2 separate regions of the Mus musculus genome follow, and region 2 is linked to region 1. A link is a contact called in public promoter capture Hi-C data. All regions are on one chromosome and are shown on one strand. Each heading gives the region's core, a stretch centred on a gene start, on an enhancer-like site or on the middle of the called end of the contact. The rest is flanking DNA. Distances are from core to core; before and after follow the strand shown.

Region 1 (4,184 bases), core at 1,118-3,617:
CAGAGCTACCCAGAAAAAAAAATATGTCTTGAAAAACTAAAAATATAGTTCATTTTAGGTGATTCAGTTGGCAAAATACTGAATGTGGATTTTCTAAGATATGACTTTATTATTTAACTTTATAAAGTACAACTAATGTGACCCAGCCGACCTCTGCCTTTTGTTACTAACTGTGGAGAGCAGCTATGACTGGAAGTAGTCAACACATGCAAGGAGCAAGTTCGTATTCCATCCTTTTTTTGTCCCCTCTGTCGCATCAGAGCATGTGAGATAATTAAGTATATATATACAGGTGTATTCGCTTGCACAGTATTTGAATTCTGGTAGAAAGTGCATGCACAATGAACAACTGTGTCCAGCAACTGCGTGGTCCTCTCTCTATAGAGCAGTTCTGCTCATGGTTCTGAAGTGGAGAGCTGGCTCAAACAGGTTTTAGAGCTTTGACCATAGTCAAACCACATAAAGATTGCATGACTTATTGTGTCTAACATGTTTGAATTATGTATGCACAGCACAATAGCTAAAATGAAGGAATGGAGACACATTGCCTCATGTATTAATTTTCTGTGGTGAGAAGGCTGGAAACCTAACCTCTCAGCAATAGGAAAGCTATATTGCTACTTACTATCATCACTCACCATCCTGCACAATAGTTTTTTACATTAGTCCTTCCTCCTTTCTAATTGAGATTTTTTTTTTCATTCTTTGGCCAATTATTTCAATGACTTCATTCTTTTAGCCTAAGCTTCTTCATAGTTAAATAGAACTAAAGAAAAAGGTATCTATCTCCTTGGGTTGCTGAGATTAGAATGAGATACTATTATCCTTACCTGAAATGTAGGTGATTACAGCAGTGCTCTGAGACTCATGAGAGGTCACTCGAGAGTACAGTGCAGTGCTGAGCAAGTGAGCACTCAGGACAGGGGACACCAGTGCCACTGCTGTCACTGCTGCTGCCATGATTAAAGATTTTGGCAAAAGAAAAGAAAGAGCCAGGTATGGTGGCACATGCCTTTAATCCCAGTACTTGGGAGAGGGAGGTAAATTGCTTTCTTGAGTTCAAGTCCAGCCTGATCTACAAAGCAAGTTCCGGGCTAGCCAGAGCTATATAGTGAGTCCCTATCTCAAAAAAATAAAATAAACAAAAAACAAATAAACAAAAACTGTCTAATTTGAAGATGTTAAAGCTGCAATTTTGGGCTGGAGAGATGGCTCAGTGGTTAAGAGCACTGACTTGCTCTTCTGAAGGTCCTGAGTTCAAATCCCAGCAACCACATGGTGGCTCACAACCACCCATAATGAGATCTGACGCCCTCTTCTGGTGTGTCTGAAGACAGCTACAGTGTACTTACATGTAATAATAATAATAATAATAATAATAAATCATCTTTTTTTAAAAACCTGCAATTTTAATACTTAACCTATGACTTAACTATACTGTATTTACAAGGATTTTAGTAGTCTGTGTATGTATCAGCCTATAAATGGCAGCTATTCTGTTAGTTCCACAATCAATTACTATGCTTTCTAAGATGACATATTTATAATTCATTCCAAGCAAATGCCACTACTTTAAAACACACACACACACACACACACACACACACATACCAAAACAACAACTTGGCTCAAAGACCTTTTTCCTTTGATTTAAGAAAAAAGCACTAAACATGAACAGAGAAGCTAGTGAGCAGCTTGGGCTGTTACATAAAGTGGGGTCTGTTTAACATTGTAACAGCTAGTTATTAAATCAGAGAAGTCAATTTACATCCTTGTTAAACAAAAAAGTCATCTAGGGAGGAAGACTAGGGACCCAACACCAGCAGCAGCTGCAGAGCAAGCTGGAAGCTCTCCTAGACTACATGAAACCCTGTCTCAAGAAACAAACAAAAGCCCTAAAATGCAAGACAACAAACAGAGATCTTTTCCTTATTGGGTCAAGATAAAGTTCTGTGAGAAACACCAGAAACTCCTGCTCCATCACCGTCATCTGAATGACATCTAGAAAACACAACACTGCTACCAAGCATTATAGAGTACAGAAAAACAGGAAGTGCTCATCTACCTTCCATCAGGGCCTTGAGCTCTCCCAACAAGCACTTGGCAAGTCTGATTTTTTCAGCAGTCTGGCTTACATTTTCTGCCTGCTGCACATTCTTGGCTATTTTTGCATCTTGCACATGTGTGCTTAAATGCTTTCCTTCATTTGTGGCCTCTTCAAATTGTTCTTTGGCACATTTTTCTTCATTAGTGGCCAAGAAGGCTGGCTGTAACTGAGAGGGACTTTGGTATGCCTGACTGTCCGAGAGAGCGTCCTTCCCGTGAGCTGGAAACAGAGACGTGTGTGTTTGGAAGCACTTTAGTAACTCTGCTTCCTTGGGAGCTCTCTGTTGGGGCAGAATACAACTCGTAAGATCCAGCTGCCGACTCTTTGCAACAGCTGGACTGTCAGCGTGGGGAAGGCCACATGCAACTCCAGGATGGACACTAAACGGATCCCTGGGAACATCACCGTACTTCACAGAGGTCGCTTGACTTTGTGATTCAAACTGGTTATCAGCATCAGTCTGAACTTCCTAAAGCAAGAAAACAGCAAGCCTTCAACGTGTGAGCAGACATTGTAGGACTAAAAAAACACAAGTGAATTAGTAGTAGAACATAATTCCCTACCATTACCAATTTTGGATATTTTCAGCTTTCCAGCAAGCTGGACTTCCTCACTGCACAACAAAGGCTAGATTTTCAGAGCTTAAGTAGATCCCTCTGCAGTGTGGGAACATTAGCCACGATGAAAATAGATTGTTTACAAATGCCACACATGCTTTCAAAGCATCAAAAATTAGTCCACATTTAGACTCAAACATTTTCATTTTGAGAAACAGTTTAAGAAGCAAGTTCAGAGGCTGGAGTGATGGCTCATCTGTTAAGACTTGTTACTCTAGCAGAGGACCTGGGTTCAGTTCCCAGCACCCACATGGCTGCTCACAACTCCAGTTCCTGGGGATTCAATGTTGTCATGTATGTGGTGCACAGACATACATGCAGGCAAATCCCCACACAAATAAAAAAAAATAGGTATTTTATTTAGAAAACACACACAGAGCTTTGATAAAAATATATTCAGCAGGAATGGAGCCCAGTGGTCCTGTGACTGTCTTGAGTGTGAGGTGCTGGGTTCAATTTTTAGGACCACAGAAATAAAAATGTTTGTGCATATATTAAGTGTATATGAATTTTAGAGAAATAACGCTGTTAGTTCAATGTCAAATCAGAGACTAGTGATTTTACTATACAACTTAGCTCAGAGACATTTATCTTAAGAGAAAACACCCACAAAATACAGCTTAACTATATAAAAGGCATATTTCAAGAAAACAGTCATACTACTGTATTAAGTGAAAAGGCAGCACATAACTGTGAAACAAAGCTCTCGTTTTAAAGACGCAGCGTTAACCGAGTGAAAACACACTTTACCAGGACCAGGGCACTGGCTGTGCTTAGTGCTCAGAAGGCTTGCTTTCCCTTTTCTCATGATTTCTTCTCTTTCTCTCTCACTACTGTTCTTAAGAGTTAAACGTTTTTAATCCAAAAAAATTATGAAATTGGTTTTATATCCTACTATATTTGATCAATAAATTGAGTACATTGCTAAGATGACAGTTTCTCTAAGCAAGCCACTTCTTTAGTAACAAACTATATATACCCACAGAGTGGACCATTAGGGGGCAGGATGGCTGCTGAGGTGGCCAGACAGAAGCGGAAGGAGAACAGCCAAAACCAGAATGTGGTGTTGCCTGAGAGCCTACGGAGTTAAAAAGAAAGTATGCATTATTCACACCTTACAGTGCTTATATAATTACAAAGTAATTTAATCATAGTTCACATTCAACATTTGAAGCTATGGTAGGAACTAACCTGAATTAGACATGGTATGGCACACAGCATGTATTCCATTGGGGCCATTTTTTAAAGCCAAGCTATTCATCAGTGACATTTGAGTCTGCACATGCTCACAGAGGGCTTGGTATATTATCGGTGAGTACATTCTATAATGATCTTGTAGTGACCAACGCTGTGCTGTGTCACTCCCAGTAGAAGCTTCATTAGATATCCATTTCCTATTTTCTGATGATACTAATGTGGAGAAAGGAAGTGAGTGTTTAAATATGAGTCTTCAATAACTT
Region 2 (4,184 bases), core at 502-3,001, 200 kb before region 1:
TAGGGATGGAGCAATAGTCTCACCTGTGTGAGGTAAAGCGTTGGCTTCATCCTACAGCTCTTCTTGGTTTCTCTCTGTCTCTCCCTCTCTTACACACACACACACACACACACACACACACACACACACACACACACCCCACACCCCAAACTAGAGAGACTGAAAGCATATCATTGGGTGCCCGCGGCAGGGGCGTGGGGGTGGATTAGAAAAGAGCAGTAAGGAATGCTTAAGAGAAACAGAAATGTTCACTTTTTTAGGTCAGGGTAAATGTTTCATGGATATTCACATGTCTGCCAAAACTCATTTAAGTTAAACTCCTAAAATACATGCAGCTTACTGTACCTTCATAATACTTGAGTAAAATCTGGGAAAGGCACAAAGGTAGCTAATAAAGGACGAAGACCACGACAGCTTTCTGGGTGCAGGCCTGGTCCACCTCCTCCCTCTCAGCTCTCTGAGGAGATAGCTTTTCAGAGAAGCACTTTTCCCTACTCTTGCCATCCTACCCCAGGCTGGCTTCAACCAGTCTCCAGGAGATAAGGCATTGTCTGCTTCTCATGCAGGACAAGCCCCAGGCTGTCCAGTGTCTAGCCCCTCCTATAGCATTTTGCTGTTGTGGTTTTTTTTTTTTTTTTTTTTTTCTGGTACTATAGGGAGTAATATTAGTAGGCCAGGCGCTATGGTTTGAACTAAAACTCAGGGTGAACAACAAGTTATTACTTTCTGTTTGTTTGTAGTAGTCGGTATCAAATCAGGGTCTGAGATCGGCAAAGGTTCTACTTGATCCTTGGGAGTCATGATGAGAATTCATCCTCAATATGGAGGCACTAGAAAGAGGTCCCCTGAGAGGTGATTAGGTCATGGAGTCACCACCCCTATAAAGGGATTAACGTCTTTCTCAAGAGACTGGTAAAGTTCTTTAGTTCTCTCAAGAGTGAGATGGGTCTCATAGACCTGGATTAGTGCATGTGAGAGTGGCGTGTTCTAAAGTGAGCCTGGAACCTGCACTGGTGGTCTTCAGCACGTGCTATCACATGCACCGATTTCTATTGCTTCTCGGCCATGACAGGACAGAGCATGAAGCTTTTGTGAAGACCTCTGCAGAGATCTGTGTCATGCTTTGTGTCCTCTAGAGCTAAGAACTAAGATTAACCTCTTTGCAAAGTATCCATCTTTGGGTATTTTGTTACAACAGAAACCAGACTAATACAATGGAATACCTCTCATTTAAAAATCAAAGATCAAGGGAGGACTCTAGTACTTTGGGTCTCCACCACCATAGGGAAACAAATTCCAAACTTTCTTTCAAACTCTAGGACTCTAGGGATAGTTTCCAGGGTGCTTTCTCTACCAGATTAAGGCCCAATTCACAACATGTTAATTTTTACCTGTGGCCACCGAAAGCTAAGCTCTCCCAGCCCAGCCTTTGGGACCATGGGAGGATGAGGCTCAGAGGATTGAATAAAGGTCAGAGTAACGCTTCCTCAGAGAGGCTGCCGCAGGGAGAATAAGGAACAAGCACACAAGAGCAACTAACACAGATCTGTTCTGTCCCGCCTCTGGCCACCAGGTAGTGGTCTTGGTCCCTGCCCCCAGTTCGGGGAATTGTCTTTTGATGGAGTGCGGCTGCTGGAGGACTATTGGCAGGAGGCTCTGAGAGTGGACTTAGGGAGCCTGTATTGGAAACGCACAGATCTACCTCATGTAGCCTGGACTGCCGTGGTCAGGAAAGCTGGCTGCCTCTGGAGGGTTGAGGAATTTCCTGTCTTTCACAGACTGAGAGGGCTGGAGGACAAAATGTTTCCCCTCTGCAGAGGACTCCTTGTTCCTGAATCTCTGCCTCACAGCCCAAGCCACGAGCTCCATACAGATGGATTGGAACTCCTTCTGGGTACAGCAGGAGCATCTAATCCCAGTTTGCTCGCCTTTTGGACTGACTGTCTGCTCTTCCAGGTCTGGTCATTCTCTCTCACTTCTTCCTATTGCCTGTTCTCTTACCCTGAGCTCCAGGAAAGCCACAGCACTCTGGATCCTGGCTGCTAGAGTCTAGAGATCTGTTTACACCACCCAACCTGCCCTGGGAGCTAAGAAAGGCATTGGGGGGAGGGGGGAGATTTGTACCCCAACATGGCAGCTTGCTGGGTCTATGCCTGAGGGCCCGTGCCCTGGACAAGTCTTAGGTTTCTATTGCTGTGATAAAACACCATGACCAAACAACTTAGGAAGGAAACTTTTTTTTCCAGTTTATAACTCTTAGGTCAAACTCCATCACTGTGGAAAGTTAGGACAGGAACTCAAAGCAGGAACTGAAGCAGAGGCCATGGAGAAACGCTGCTTAGTGGTTTGTCCTTAAGGCTGGCTTAGCATGCTTTCTTATTCTATCCAGGACCACTTGCCTAGAGGAAACACCACCCACAGTGGGCTGGGCTCTCTAGACATCTATTGTCTACAGGTTGATTTTTATGGGGGCATTTTTTCAGTTGAGGTTACAGTATCTCTGGATGACTCTAAGTTGTGGCAACCTGAAAATAAACAACAAAAACAACAACAAAAAGCCAGCACAGGTAGACACCTGAGACTTGGAGCTGGATCTGAACTGTAAATAGGCCTCTACCTGAAGCCCCACACCTTCACCTGTCTCTAGGGTTGTCTCAGAGTTTCAGGGAGTTTTGAAGACAGAACTTGAAAACAATATGTGCAACCACAATGCTTCTCAACTTAGTGTGGTTTCCTATAAACCTACTATAAGCAACAAAGTATGGTAAGTTTAAAATGCATTTGGTGAACCGAATACTACAGAGAGTATTGCAGCTCAGAAACACAGCTCTGAAGCTCAGAGACACAGTTCTACAGAGTATGGCAGCTCAGTGACACAGGTCTACAGAGCATTGAAGCTCAGAGACATAGCTCTATAGAATATGGCAGCTCGGTGACACAGCTCTGCAGAGTATGGCAGCTTAGCAACACAGCTTGCTGTAGGGGACTGGCTGTTTGATCTTGGGGTCACAATGCTGACAGACATCTTGGGGTCACAATGCTGACTGGGTCTGTCTGCTCCTCACAACAATATAAAATTGAAAATTCCAAGTTGAACCTCCCTAAGTCCACGTTGTCTACACTCATCAATGCCATTTATAGACATCTCCTGAGAACTGGCCGACTCCTGCCTGCCTAGAGTCACACAGTGGACCTATCAGTAGCCTAAGAAGTCGTGGATCCTGAGCCTTCCTGACGATTATGATTTGACTTGTTTGTTTGTTTGTTTGTTTGTTTTTAAGTGGCCCAAAGCAAGTTCTGTGATGTCATGCTTAGAGAGACCATGGGACAGATCTAAAAATAAACTAGTGGAACTTCACTGCACCTCCCCAAGAGAGGAGTCCGAGGAAACAGCTCAGGCTTTGGATCCAGAGTGGCTACCCGCTCTTTCTTCCCTTTAGTCCTACAGGGACAACGGGAGGAAATAATTTGTTCTCCAGTCTGCAGGTTGGTGTCCCTGTTTGTTTTGAATCCCTCCAGCAGGTGTGGGGTTAATCACTCGGGATATGATGATCCTGAATTCAGGTCAGGGGTCAGCAGTGAATAAGCCCAAGTTCTTCATGGGGTGAGAAAATGGCCAACCTTCTAATGAACATGGGCTGAACTGGGTCTAAGACAACAGGGAAGGCACAATTGGGTTCCAAGTAAGTGGCTTCCTTTAGACGCCCTGAGAAGAGGAGCCTGAAGTAGTTTCCTGGATCCTCAGTCCCAAACCACTACCCACTGAGTGAGCCCAGGATGTGTTACAGTGGCCACGCAGCCAGAGAAGGATGGCCAGGATGGATCACTTGCCCAGGCCTCCCGAGGACAAGGCAGGGTACACCATAGATGCCTCTCCAAAGGGAACCAGCACTCTCCAGTGCTGACCACAGCGGGCTGTGACAGTACCACGGAGGACAGCACATTGCAGCTCATTCATAAAGCCTATTTTTGACAGCTGAAGAAAAGCAGAGCAGAGACCAGACAGGCAAAAGGTAGACCATGTATGTTCATTATTACCAACAATAAAACACAACCTAGATGAGTAGAGCGTGTACTGTGATCCCGCTGCAGGACTTTTAGATGACTCTAAGAAACTATGTCAACACAGCTGTGGGGCTGGGGTTGTAGCTCGGTTGGCAGAGTGCACAAATTAAGCCAAGCTC

What was found. Capture Hi-C pulls out chosen DNA fragments and counts their contacts.
Region 2: a promoter capture Hi-C map of adipose tissue shows a contact between it and region 1. The contact joins two enhancer-like sites. A contact is called at or near these places in 2 of 39 promoter capture datasets (both in the 3T3-L1 cell line) and 2 of 9 other capture datasets (adipose tissue and embryonic stem cells).

Annotation. Positions count from the first base shown.
Region 1 is chr16:34,704,779-34,708,962 of GRCm38.p6, reverse strand. Ccdc14 (coiled-coil domain containing 14) reads right to left here. Exons shown (of 13, transcript NM_172824.3): 6 at 3,916-4,134; 7 at 3,708-3,802; 8 at 2,066-2,576. Among named protein-coding and RNA genes, the nearest start is that of Gm35150, 16 kb to the right of the region's middle. Within about 2 kb of position 2,367, at least 22 of the 459 cell types and tissues checked have an H3K27ac peak or open chromatin away from gene starts, as enhancers often do. A contact at or near this core is called in adipose tissue, where this site is marked.
Region 2 is chr16:34,907,173-34,911,356 of GRCm38.p6, reverse strand. All of the region lies in intron 11 of Mylk (myosin, light polypeptide kinase), which reads right to left. Among named protein-coding and RNA genes, the nearest start is that of 1700119H24Rik, 30 kb to the left of the region's middle. Within about 2 kb of position 1,751, at least 39 of the 459 cell types and tissues checked have an H3K27ac peak or open chromatin away from gene starts, as enhancers often do. A contact at or near this core is called in adipose tissue, where this site is marked.